Regions from separate parts of the Arachis hypogaea genome. Here region 2 is linked to region 1. A link is a contact called in public Hi-C data. All regions are on one chromosome and are shown on one strand. Each heading gives the region's core, a stretch centred on a gene start, on an enhancer-like site or on the middle of the called end of the contact. The rest is flanking DNA. Distances are from core to core; before and after follow the strand shown. Region 1 has its middle 24 kb from the start of LOC112794183. Region 2 holds the start of LOC112796121 (O-fucosyltransferase 23).

What was found. A called contact is a pair of places that touch in the nucleus more often than the background predicts.
Region 2: a contact with region 1 is called in a Hi-C map of an unstated tissue, with 4 times the contacts expected there. The contact joins the promoter of LOC112796121 here to the enhancer-like site in region 1. A contact is called at or near these places in 2 of 8 Hi-C or Micro-C datasets (leaf and an unstated tissue).

What each region holds. Positions count from the first base shown.
Region 1 is chr4:7,884,322-7,891,712 of arahy.Tifrunner.gnm2.J5K5, reverse strand. No RefSeq gene overlaps it. Among protein-coding and RNA genes, the nearest start is that of LOC112794183, 24 kb to the right of the region's middle. Within about 2 kb of position 4,247, at least 3 of the 3 cell types and tissues checked have open chromatin away from gene starts, as enhancers often do.
Region 2 is chr4:7,955,278-7,962,668 of arahy.Tifrunner.gnm2.J5K5, reverse strand. LOC112796121 (O-fucosyltransferase 23) reads left to right here and starts at 4,112. Exons shown (of 2, transcript XM_025838421.3): 1 at 4,112-4,345; 2 at 4,811-6,730. The coding sequence starts at 4,976. The coding sequence ends at 6,292.

The DNA.
Region 1 (7,391 bases), core at 2,998-5,497:
ATAAAAGAAGTCCCTTTATAAATGAAAAACATGATTCACTTGTTTAATTATTGGCACTTGGGTTTCTTTATTTAATGAAAAATAGAAAAAATGATGGGTGAACCACATGGCACGTACGCATGCCTTAGAAGGCTTAACAAAAAAAAACTTTCATAAATAAAGAAAGTTGATGGAACTTATAACATCATATATATGCAAATATGCCATCCATATTAATTTACTTCTTGCATCTCCGTATATGTATAAGTTACAACGTCATATGGATACAATGCATGTACCAATTACCAATAATTGCCCTATTTTTTATGTGGGGTTTTCATCATTTGTCACGCATAAGTTTTATACATATAAGGAGCAAGATGCTTGCAACTATATAAGATGCCATTTGTAATTGTACAAATGAAGTACATATAGATATTATTCATATTTATTTATTGTTTACAAAGGTACTATACATATAGTAGTGGTTTATTTTTTAAGTGAAATTCTAAATAATTAAGCAAATTAATATTAAAAAATATATTAAAAATATAATTATTTATGTAACTCTTTTCATCATCCGTTTAATTTTAAAAAAATAATGATTTCATAATATGATATTAGAATTTTATAACCTAAAGATTTAGAATTCGATCAAAAAATTTTACAAAAAATCCATGCAAGTAAAATTTTTTTTTTTTGTGAGGAAATATATGAAAAATATAATTATTCATGTATTTTTTTTATCCGTTTAACTTTTTTAAAAGAAGTGATTTCGTAACCGAAGAAAATATGTCAATTTCATTATTATACATAATTTTTTTTTTACCTAATGTGTTATATATATTTACTAATTTTGTAGAAATTTGAATGCAAAAGTAAAAAATTTTAAAGAATAAGCAAATTCTTCAAATGATGATAACATATCAACAACACACAATATAGTTTTGTACATATATATATGGCACAATACAACTTTTCGGTTAGAAAAAGGAATATTGCAAATAAAGTGTTCCTAGCAAATTCTTTTTATCTATTTGTTTTGAAGCAAATAACATACTTTTATGGGAACCCTAGCTACTTTTTCTCAATCAGGAAAAATAAAAATAAAACAAAATAAGTTAAACGTGTTTGGTTTCCTTTCAATTATTTCTCTTTTTTTACCGAAAGACATCTCATATATATTTTTTGTTGATATCTAAGAGTCGTTAGATGAAAATTTAGTTAAATCAATTAAATTATCTAACGACTTTCAGATATCAACTTCACGTAAAATCGACTGGAACTGAATTTTTACCATAATTTTTTTAATGCCACAATGCTTTTATTAAGATAGTGTTAAGTAGCTAACATTTTATTAATATATTATATATAAATTTTGCTAATGACAAATCAGAACAAAGAATTTAATACCTGAAAAAAAAGACACGTTTCACAACATCATCTATTGGATTCTTGACAATTATAGATTTGGCCCTACAACCACCTTTGGTCACTAAGTACTTTTTTAATTAACCCCAACAACCACTTATCAATTTTGGCTTCTTTGTCTATCTTTCAATTTATTAATAATTATTATTTTGATGAAATTAAAATCATCAAGATAAGATAATAAAAATATCCAAAACCAACTACTATATATATAACATCAAGTACACATTGCTAGTGGACATGTCTTATCATGTAGACAATGAAAAAGAAATTAAAAATAAAAAATTAGAGAGTTTATTAGGGACAAGACATCATGGATGGGGTTATGAAATTGTTGTCATTTTCAGTAACTGCACCCATTTATTTATTTATTATTTAAAATCTGATTTAGACCATTTCATGTGCTTGACCCTTCTCACAAGCTGTGTACATATTTTAATTTATGGTGGTTCATTTCATTCTCATCTATAATAGGTTCAGTCTAACTTAGAAGCAAGGAATCAGAAAATACAAAATTATTATATTAAAAAAAATATTATTTTTTGGATTAATAAAAACCATTGCAATGTGTGTTAGGTAAAACGTTGATTGGGAAGACAGTGACATTAATAAACCCTATCATACTATCCAGATCCTATGAGCAATAATATTATTATAATGATAAAATAATGCCGCCTGAATTGATTTAATTATTAAATAATATTTTTTGAAAGTGTTTGACGCAATTCATGTGAAAATAAGAACTCATGTATATATATATATTTTTGTTTCTTGTAATGTGCAATTATTTGATATATATAATTAATTATTATATATGGCTAAGATTATAGATAAGTCCATTATTTGGTGCTAACGTCTCTGAAAATGTCAACTAATTTGAGATTTTTCTTCTTTGCATGACTTGACCCGTGAAGCAGCCAACTTGAACAAATTAAAACATATTGACTCTCTCAAAAATCAAAATCATTCATATATATATAACATTTAACATTTACGTATGCATCACCATCATTTATAAAATTCCTTTGTATTTGATCTTCTCTATCTGATTAAAATAATTTATGTGTAAGTCAATTTCTTTCAATGTACTAAAATAAGTATTGCCAAAAAAAAAAATATTTATTTTTTATGATGATGGTATAAGTAGTTGAATTAATGTTGTTTAAAATGGAAAGTTATAACTTATAACCATTATATATATGTTTGATGTATGTATTTGATGTACACTAATTTAATATTATCATTCAATTACATACATGTATGATTAGATATATGTGAAAAAAAATTTATGTTAATCATGTATAAAAATTAAATCCCAACAAATATTGAATCAAACATTTTCATAAATACGATGATAAATAATTAAATACATGTATAAAATTTACTTACAAATTAACAAGAATAAGTCATCATTTACAAGTGATTATTATTCATGGTAAATTTACTTATGCGTCTTGTTGCTATTGTTTGCTTCTTCCCCTAAATGAAGTGTGACATTTGAATGTGGAATTGCCCTTGATTGAAGGGGATATACCTTGCGTCATTTGGTTACAAATCTAAGCAAAGAAAATATATACAAGTATGGGAAAATAAATAATATATGGCTAACCCTAGAAGACTTTGACTTAGGTCGGTGAATTATTAACAAATTAATGATATGATGACACTAAAAATGAATTTGCATGTATACTTTTTCTTTTCATGAAATCGGAAATTCGTGGGCAGAGTTGCTAGAAGCATTTTGATTTGGGAGTAGTTTTGTTTTTTTGTTTTTGTTAGTTGCTCACTATAGTTTCAGTCCGATAAATAAAAAATTAATTTATTGCGGATTAGGACTCTATTAAAAAATTTGTTACTGATTAATAGATTATTACATACAAAAGACAGAATTTAAATTCCTATCACTTATTTAAACGGGCCAGTAAGCATTACCTGTCCAAGTTGGTTGGAGTTTTGTTTCTTTATGGCAATGAAATTATATAAACAACTAACAACTAACAACCATGAATGAATTAATATTTGGGCTATTCAAACGTAAGAGCCCATGTAACTTTCGTTGAATTATTATGGGAAAAACAAAGCATTCCAGATTGCTATGAACAAAGTTTGAAATTTTGGTTATTTGACCAAGGACCCTTGAAAAACTGTTGATGAAAGAGTATGTAATTTATTTTAGAAATTGTTTATCTTGAAACACGGTTGCTTTGTCACACATTTTGTTTGTTTTTAGGGAGATCACTACTTTTTTTCTAGGTTGAAAATTGATGATAATTAATGTTGAGTTTGGTCTCCTATTCTCTCTAAAGACAAAATAAAACTAAACAAAATTTTAGCTCTGTTAATATTATTTTCTTATATAGCTGTTGATATTCAGAGAACTAGTATATTTCCCGTAGGATATAAATATAAATATAAATATAAATAGTTTATTAGGAAACGTATAAATCTCAGCATGGTACTAAAACTCTAAAAGTAATCAATATATATGTCTACTAAATAAAGAAAAATTAACAATAATAGCTGGATTTAGGGTTCAATTCTTTGGTTTAATTTGAGGAACCAAAGAGGTGTCAAAATTTGATTGAGTTAGGGAACAGAGCAAAATCTTGAATGAAAAATCGAAATGAAATCATCTTAATTCTTAACCCCCACCCATCTTGTGACCAGAATTTCATTTTCTTATATTAAAAAAAAACACAAAAAATTTTATTTTTCTTTGGTATTAGAGAATGTCTTTTGCTGTTTAATTTCTTGGGCTTAGTATAAGATATTGACTTTGTTTTAAAATTGTTTTGTCCAAAGTATTAGAGATTGTCTATTATAGTTCCAAAAATATATGGTCCTAATCCATCGCATTTGCTGTCACTCTAGAATTGTTTTGGGTTGACCTAAGTCCATTAATATGGTAGCAATAACATAACCACTTCATTCAACTGGAGCCAAAAATGAATACCACAACAAAAAAAAAAAAAAAACAATTCTTTTTTATTTTTGTTTTTGTCACACTACGACTAATTGTTATGAGTTGCCATATTGAGACCGAGAGTGAAGGCCCCACAAACAAAATGGGGTGACGATGCATATATTTCACAAAACTGAAGTGTTGTCTCTTCTGTGGTTTCAATCGTAAAGCTACTAATAAAGAGAATATGAAATAAATAACTGACTATATTAGTTAAAAGTTTTGTTATGTTTATACCAAAATCAACAAATAAAATTAGCCACTAGTATAAAATATATATTGAATTATTGAAATATAAAATACATATTTATACACAAATATACCATAATTGATTTTATTGTACAAAGTATTTTTGATTAGTTTATAAGTAATACTTGACGTCAATTTGATGAAATATTATAATCGTAAGATAATCATATTCTGAGCATTATTCATAAAGATAACATTGTTCCATGCATTTAGTAAGATGATTTTGTAGTAACGAAATTCGCTGGTATTAAGGGTGATGAGTTTGAAAAACTCTAAAATTAATATTTGTGATGATTAAACATTATTAATGTAATTAACTGCAAAAATATTAATTCATATAGGTTGATTAAATTAATTTTTGCAATGCAGGTTCTGCTTGGGCCGAAAAATATTGGCTAGCCCAACTTAATAAAACATATTCAGCAGTGATATAAATTTTTATCACTATGGCTGAATTGATTTGGGCCGAAATGAAAGAAAATTGACAAGCCCAAATGTGTTAATTGTAGCTCAGCCTTGAAACAAAATGTCCAAATTGATTTGGCTAAAACAAGTTGTTATCTTGGGCCAAATTGATTCATTATTGTTACAAGCCCAAGTTAATCATGTTTTGCTATATGCCCCAATGCATGATCTGAAAATAATTCATCAGGAAAGCAAATGTTGCTATTTACCTTATGCCTTCTAAAGGATCTCAACTTTCACCAAGTGATGGAATTTAAAATTCATTAAAGTGAAGTTAATATATGCATTGGAAACATGAGAGAGAGTTGGTCATTGATTTGATGGATATCACGTTGCTCAGTGAAAGGAAAGTGGTCATTTAATTTGCTTTATCAAAATCCATTAGTTAATGTTCAATTTTCTCTTTCTTCTCTCTCAACTTTCTTCATCTCTTTCGGTCATTACACAGCAGCCATGGAAGCTACTTTGAGCTACCGAAAAGAAGAAAAGGCACGCTACAAGACCATCACAATGATGGCAAGAAAAAAAACAAAAAGTATGCTGTGGCTAAGATTCTCATTCACTTGTGGTAAGATATTGTGAAGAGATCTTGGCTCCTCCATACCAAAAATGGAAGTAAAGATCTCGGCCAGCAAGGTGAAGATCCTTAGAAAAGTTGGTAAAAGCTTTTTATCTTGTATAAATGATGTTCTTCTTGTAAATGGTTTGAAACATAATTTACTTAGTGTAAGTCAATTGTGTGATTTAAGATTTGAAGTTATTTTTAGAAAGTTTGTGTGTTTGGTTGTTTGTAAAAAAAAAACTGGGGATATTCTTTTTGAAGCTAAAAGATGCAACAATGTGTATGGATTAACTCTTGAGACTTGAAAGAACAAAATATAACATGTTTTACTTCACTTGAATCTGAAAAATGGCTATGGCATAGAAAGTTGGGTCATGCTAGCATGTACCAAATTTCTAAGCTAGTAAAGAAAAATCTGGTGAGGAATTCCTAAAATCAAATTTGATAAGGATCTTACTTGTGATACTTGTCCATTAGGCAAACAAGTTAAATCCTCTTTTAAACCAAAGGATGAAATTTCAACCAAAAGACCATTAGAGATGTTACACATTGATCTTTTTGGTCCAACAAGAACTCAAAGTTTAGGAGGTAAACACTATGGTTTAATAGTGGTAGATGATTACTCTAGATTCGGTTGGGTACTTTTTCTTGCTCATAAAAATGATGCTTTTCATGCTTTTTCAACCCTTTGCAAGAAAACTCAAAATGAAAAAGATTTAAAAATAGCCTATTTGAAAAGTGATCACGGAAAAGAATTTGAAAATTAACACTTTGAAAAATTCTGTGATGACTTTGGAATTACTCATAATTTTTCATGCCCTAGAACACTTCAACAAAATGGGGTTGTTGAAAGAAGGAATAGAAGCCTTCAAGAAATGACTAGGGCCATGTTATGTGAGAATGAGGTTCCAAAGTTTCTATGGGCTGAAGCTGTAAACACAGCATGTTATATTTTGAATAGGGCCATTATTAGAAAAAGGGTTAAAGAAAACTCCTTATGAGCTATGGAAAGGAACCCCTCCAAATCTTAAGTATTTTCATGTTTTTGGATGCAAGTATTTTGTGCTTAATAACAAAAAAAATCTTGGCAAATTTGATCCAAAATCATATGAGGACATGTTTGTTGGATACTCCACTACTAGCAAAGCCTATAGAATTTAACTCAAAGATCATAGAACTATAGAGGAATCCATACATGTTACTTTTTGTGATTCTAATTTAATTCTCAGTACTGTGATAGATAATAATTCAGATTGTGAAGAAGCTGGGACAAGCAAAGAAAATCTCAAGTCTGCTCAAAATGAAGAATCTGCCAGTCCAGTTTTGTCTCGTCAGAATGGAGGAGACATTTCCATTTTGTCTCCTGAGTCAGCAAGAGAAACTGAAACAGTGAGACCCACAGAAGTTCATCAAAGCCCACCACCACAAAGGAAGCCTAGAGAATGAAAGTCTATGAGGGGTTATCCTCATGACTTTATCATTGGAGACCCTTCTCAAGGTGTGACCACAAGATCCTCAACCAAAAGGCAATCCGAACCAAGCAATTTTACAATCTTGTCACAATTGGAGCCCAACAATGTCAAACAAGGTCTTGAAGATCCATCATGGGTGAAAGACATGCAAGAGGAGTTTGCTCAATTTGACAAGAATGAGGTTTGGACACTAGTACCTCATCCGGATGGTAAGAAAGTTACGGGTACTAAGTGGGTGTTTAAAAATAAACTTGGTGAGGATGGACAAGTT
Region 2 (7,391 bases), core at 2,863-5,362, 71 kb before region 1:
AACAACAATTTAGAAATAAATAAAAAAAAAAACAAAATCAATCAACAGCAATTTAGAAATCAAAATAAGAACAAAACCAACAATGATTCAACAAATCAAATCCAGCTGAAACAAAGAAGATACAGAAGCAGAAGCAATCAAGCAGAAGCAAAAAGTAGAAGACAAAGCAGAATATGCAGAAGCAGAGCAGACCCAGAATATACAGAAGCAAACTCAGAAGATGCATAAGCAAAAGAAGCAGAAGACGAAACAGAAACAGAAATCAAAGCAAGAAGCAAAGTTGGCGAGGAGCAACGGCGAGGCGGTGAGGAGCAGCGGAGCGGAAGCCAAGGCTCTCTCCCTGACTCGCGACGGCAGCTCCAAATTTTGCCGGCGCCGGCAGCTCCAAGAAGAAGAAGGAAGCAGATTCAGAAGAAGAAGCAGAACCAACGGAGCAGCGGCGTGGTCGAATCGGCGGCGACGGCTCAGCGGCGTAGTCTCCCGAGGACGACGCGATGGCAGAGAGCTCTAGCAGCGTGGTCTCCTTTCCCTCTTCTCTTCTCTTCTCTTCCGTCGCAGTCCCTCTCTCCTTTCTTTCGACGACGGTGACGGCAGCCCCAAGTTTCGCCGGCGCCGGCGCCATCCCCCTCCCCCCTGATGTGCGGAAAACGATCCGACACAAAACTCACCGGCAAGTGTACCGGGTCGCATCAAGTAATAATAACTCACATGAGTGAGGTCGATCCCACAGTGATTGAAGGATTGAGCAATTTTAGTTTAGTGGTTGATTTAGTCAAGCAAATCAAATGTTGGTTGATTGGTTTGTAATTTGCAGAAACTAAATTGCAGTAAAATTAAATGGGAAGGGTGAATTTGCAGGAAATTAAAGGAAACTGAAATTAAAGTGCTGAATCTTAAAGAACGAGAAATTAAATGGCAGAAACTTAGAACGCAAGAAATGTAAATTGCAAAATCTTAAAGTGCAAGAAATGTAAATGGCTTGAATTATAAAGGGAATCGGGAAGTGGATTTGCAGAAATTAGACAAGGAAAAGTAAATTGCGATAAACAGAAAAGTAGAAGAGGAATTAAAATAAACCGGATCTCAACTGGAAATGTAAATGAACTTGAAGACGCATTCAACAGAGAAATTAAAATGAAAACTCCAGATCTCAGGACCCAAGAGACTAGATAATCAAGTCTAGATCTCGATGCCTTCCTAGATCCAAATTTAAAATTCAATTGCAAGAAAAGTAAATATCAAGCAGTAGAAAGAAGATGAAGCAGTGAAGAGAAATTCAAATTCAAATGTGCAAAAAAAGTAAACAAGAGATCTCAAGGTGAGATTGAGACAGAATTTCTCCAATTCTCAACACCCAAGACTCAAACAAAGTATGTAGAAAAGAAAGCAAAAATAGCCCAGAGGAAGAGAATTCAATTCTCCTTCCCAGGAACTCTCAAATTCTAAAAGCAACAACTCAAATGTAAAGATGAGCTCTCTACTGTAAGTATTAAAAATTCTAAAAGGAAAGCTCCCCTAAAACTTCAAATCCTAAGCTATTTATACACTTTCTTCAAATGATCATTAAGCCTTGAATTGGGCCTTTAGTCTTGATGGAATTGGGTTGACAATAGCCTCTGTTGATTGCTCTTGGTGTTGGGAAGAAATCCACTTGTGAACCGGGCGATGAACCATTCACGTTTGAGTCAACGTTTGAGGTAAACGTTGACTCAAACGTCCCTTGTGTGAGGCATTATGCAGATGCCCTTCTTGCTGTCATCCACGTTTGAGCCAACGTTTGAGGTCAAACGTGAGCTCAAACGTGGGTCTTCCCAGGCTCCCTTTTTGGCCAACGTTTGGCCCAACGTTTGAGGCAAACGTTGGCGCAAACATGGCTCATCTAAACCATCAATCAGTGGTGCTCTTCCATGCTCTTTCTTGCCAAAATGTAGCCAACGTTTGACCTCACGTTTGAGGCAAACGTTGGCTCAAATGTTGCTGTGCCCAGGAGCTCTATTTCTCTTCTTTTTGGCACCAACGTTTGACCTCACGTTTGAGGCAAACATTGGCGCAAACGTTGGCTCTTCCCATGGTGTTCTTCATCTGCTTCTCACGTTTGAGTTAACGTTAGCTCAAACGTGAATCCCTTCTTTCCAAGCCCATTCTTGCAACCTTTTTCCAAACTTTATTCCTCCTGTCATCAATCAACAATTGTATCAAAGCTATGCCATCATTATGAGAGTTATTCTTCTTCTTGTCATATGAGCAATTATGGCACAAAAACTCATGAAAATGCATCAATTTATCCATGGTTGATTGAATAAAAGGAAACATGAATTTCAACCCAATTGGCTTACTTATGGCTTAAGAAAGTGCATAAAACCTATTGAAAACAAAGGAAAAAGACTAGTAAAACTGGGCTAAGATGACCTGTCATCACCCCCTTCCCCCTCCACATCTTCCCTTCCCCTTTCCCCTTTCCCTCCCCTCCCCTCCCCCTTCGTATACCCTTTTCCTCTCCCTCCCCCTCCACGACGTGTTCCTCCCTCCCACACGTATTTTCTTTTATTTTTTTAAAATTTTATAACTTTTATTATTAAAATAGGGGTTGTTTAGAAATAACATAAAAATTTATTAAAAATGACGATTTTAATATGAAAAAAGTTTTTAAGAATGATTTTAAATCCAAAATTACGATGGAGATGATTTCGATTTTGACCCTCAACGTTAGGAACCAAAACAATACTTATCCCTTCTTAAAAATATTTTTGCCATAGCTCAATTTCCAAAATCCAAGTTCTCACTAAATCAGGAGGTAATAAGCAATTGATTTTGTTTAAATTAGTTTTTAAATAATTTTTTTAAATATATTAGTCCTTTAAAGATAAAACGTAAGTCAAATTAATTCTTTTATTAGTTAGATGATGATGTAATAGGTTAATGTCACGTGTCACAAGATAATTAGTTCATGTATCACGTCAATAATATCTAACATGTCAAGTGATAAAAAAATTATTTATAATTAAAATTGTCCTTGAAAGTTTAAAAGTAAGTCATTTTTATCTTTAAAATTTTAAAAATTAATCAAATTAGTCTTTATATAATTTTTTTATTTGTTTCATACTATTAAATTTAAACTTTTTTTTATAGTACTAATTTTAACATTATTTTTTAGACCTTATTAAACAAAATTCTCTTTATACACAATTTATTAAGGTCTAAAAATAATATTAAATAATACTATAAAAAATTTATTATTAAAATTTATTATTTTGTATAAAGAGAATTTTGTTTATTAAGGTCTAAAAAATAATATTGAAATTAATACTATGAAAAAATATTTTAAATTTAATATTATGAAAAAAATAAAAAAAATTTACATAAGAACTAATTTGATTAATTTTTAAAATTTTAGAGATGAAAATGACTTACGTCTGAATTTTCAGGAACTATTTTGATTATAAATAACTTTTTTATATGTCAAGTGACACGTAGTGTGTTAGGTGTCACTAACCTGGCACGTCAACCAATCATCTTGTAATACATCATCATCTAACTAATAAAATAATCAATTTAATTTACGTTTTATCTTTCAAAAATTAATATAACTAAAAAAAATCATTTGAAAACTAATTTAAAAAATAAGTAATCTTTGAGAAACGAATTTAACCATTAATTCAAATGTTATCTTTTTGAATTTTTCTGTTATACTGAGCATTTTAAAATTCATCGACTATGTAAAATATTGTTATGTTGTAAGTGTACTAAAACATAAAATGTTTTATGATAATAAATATGAGAAAAAAGTTTAAACAGGGTTAATAAAAATCACATTTTTTAAAGGGAAAATTTGTAATTTTTAGAATAGATAAGAATAAAATTGATTCCTTTGTTTATTATATTTAGGATGAATTGGTGATTAGCCATAAAGTGGACACAATGTAGAGAGACAAGATTATTCAAATAAAATAAAAAAGGATGATATTTTATTTTTTTAAACTTGCTGCGCAAATCTCTCTTGTCATTTTGCTCTTATTCTCATTCTTTTATTTATTTATTTACTTTTTTTTGTTAAAGTTTTATTTTTTATTCTTTCAAAACCCCAAAAAGAGTTTATACTCATTTTAATAATATAATATTTTCGTATATTCCATGAAACGCCGAAAGCTTTATTCATCTCTTTCAATTCCTTCTTATGTGATACCCTTTTTTTGGTCCCTCTCCTCTGTTCCCTATTATCCATTCTTTTTCTCTAACCCCATCTTCACTCTTCCTCTTCTTTGTAACAAGGTGCTTCCTTTTTCATCGATCATAACTCATTCTCCCTCTTCCTTTTCTGGGTTTCTCTCATAATCCTTTTAATAAGGTAAAATGGAAAGAAAAGAAAAAGTCAACATGCAAACGCTATTATGGCTCTGCTACAAAACAGAATCCTCAATAAATCTTCTTTGTTGTTTCTATCGTCGTGTTCATAGCGTTAGCCATTGGACACGTTCTTATTGTTAGTATATCTTGTTTGTTTCTTCCACTAACTGCTTAGAATTCTGGGTTCTGATAGGGATATGACATGATGGTGTTTTTGTCATAGATATATAGATTCACATGTGTCACATTACTTCGCTGTATTCTGAATTGTTCTACTTTTCTTTCTTTTTTTGAAAGTAATTACAGTGACACAAGGTTTTGAACATTGAAGGTATCGCCATGAATATAAAAATCTAAGCTTTCACATTACAATTACATAGTTTGTGAGCCGATTCTGATGAATTTTTGTATAATTTGTTTTGTCACTTTTTTTTTTCTCATTACTCCTTCTGCATCACTCTTTCAGGTTGTGGGAGACTTTCAAAATTGGATCTTGCTCTGCTTATTATGTGCATGCATGGATTTTCTGCATTGACGTTTGTTCCTTTTGTTAGTGATGCTATAGTACTGCGTTCTGAATTTTCAAGACAAAGTTGTTGGTGCTTTTGCATGGGAGAAAGTTGACTCTTACATGGAAGTGTTGTTGAAGTTCTTTGGTGGTACTGCAAATTCAGTTACTTGCAAATGCATGGTTTTGTTTGTTACTGTTTTGATTCTTAGATTACTTCTCTTTCCTTCCTTCCCTAGTTTTGATGGGATTGAATGGACCAACATTGTGTATATCCGCAACAACCATCCTCCATTGTTGGGTTCTGAGTTTGGAATTAGGAAAAACAAGTTCTTGGAAGTTCCTCAGATTGTGTGGGGATTGAACAACCAGAAGATTGCATTTGCAAGGGCTTGTCTTACTGCTAGAATGCTGAATAGAACTCTTTTGATGCCTAGCCTTAGTGCCTCTTTGTTTTACAAAGAAATTGACCTCTTAAAGCCAATTTCCTTTGACAAAGTGTTCCAATTCGACGCGTTTAACACAATTTGCAGCGGTTTTGTTCAATTAGGCCAGTACTGGGATGTGCTAAATGTAACAAAAGTTCTTGAAATGCAGAAAGGAAGTGGAAGAAAGTGGACATTGGAAAGAGATTTATCACAATTGAGAGAGCATAGCCAGGGCTCGATCGATGACCACGAGGTAATTCGGATTGTTGGGAAGAATCCCTTTTTGTGGCATGATCATTGGCCTGTGAAGGATTATGCAAAGGTTTTCGAGTGCTTGCATTTGGTAGATGAGATTTCTGAAGAAGCAGATAGAGTTGTGTCTAGGATTAGAGAAGTTGGAAGAGAGGCAAGGGAAAGCATTAATGCTTCTGAGAGTTCTTCATTTCGGCCTATGCCATATGTTGCCGTCCACATGAGGATAGAAATTGATTGGATGATTCATTGCAAGAAATTAGAGCAGAGATTGAACACAAACCAAATATGCAGTAGCAGGGAAGAGATAATGGAAAGAGTTAGGAACATTGCCGGTTTGAAGGCTCCGGTCGTTGTTTATCTCGCGGTAGCTGATAAGCTCCTTAACGATTCTTCCATATTAGAACATTGGGGAGAAGGCATTCTTCCCTTTGAGAAGAAGAAGCTTGGTGTTGATGGAATTTATAAGAAGTATCCATATCTAATTCAATCTGCAATCGACTATGAAGTGTGTTTGAGGGCTGATATCTTTGTTGGAAACAGTTTCTCCACATTTTCAAGCCTTATAGTTCTTGAAAGAACACAGAAGATGATGAAAATTGGAGCCACAAGCATGTGTGGAAATGATGCAAGATGGCCTTCTTATGCTTACAATAAACCATCCGGAGAAGAATCAAATGGACCTATGAAATGGAATACAAATATGTCTGATTCAAGTCTTCAAGCAATCAGCTATGGCACCAACCACATTTCTTGTTGATAGTGTTGTGTACAATTTCTGTTGCAAATGTTCAGAATTCTTAGAGTAGATTAGAGGCCCTTGTTCTTGTGGAGTTTGATTAGCTCACATCAAGAAGAAAGAAAGAATGGTTAAGAGGTTACAACTTACAACAATGGGATATAGTTGTTTACATTGAGGTATGGTTTCTCTTTATGTAAATCATCATACTTTTAATGTCCATTGAGGAATGTTTTTTGAACATCTAGTTTTGTGACTTTTGTACACACCCATATCATCATATTAGATTTTCATTTGGCCTCAATATTTAGATTAAGTTAGGTAAGTAACACAATTTATTTTTGCATATATCAACCCATTGATAACAGTCAAAGTCTCTTGAAGAGGGCTATTTTGTTTATTTTTATCATTTTTAGAATTGTCATATTTGTTTATATAAAAACATACATATTGTGCCAATTTATACTCTATTTACTGTTAGATAATAGTTGATTTAGTAACTTGTTTTTGTATTAAGATGCATTTTTTTATATTGAATGTATGTAATATGTGCATGCTATATGTACTTGTGACATTTTTCTTGTTATATAGTTGTTGTTTGGTTGGGTTCACATGTGAGAATATGAAAAGGCGGAGAGAAGACACCTGCACCTGTCTGCAGGTCTTGGTCTTGTCTATTTGTTGTACATTTGAGGGCACAAAAGAAGTGGGGCCCTCTTTTGTTCTCCTTGCATTACAATAGAAGTTCACTTCCATAATGCTGTGAGGGACACTCCTCTGCCAATTCCTTCTTTGGAAACTATTTTCTGGATACATGCAATCATGAATTAATGCATCACTCATCATATTTTTATTTCCTAAAAATTTCCTCATACACATACACTTGTCAAAATTATTTTTAATATGGAGATGAAGACAGTGTTTTGATTGAATATTGATATTTGAAGTTATTACAGTATTGTGGATGGGCAGAAAACACCGATGATACAACATGTAGGGGATGTGTTGTTGTAGCTTGACATGTGTCCAACACGAACCCTGCATGTTGACTCTCCATCTGCAAAATCTACTCACCTGTAATTAGTAATTACTCCTAATAATCTCATTTTTAACAAAAATA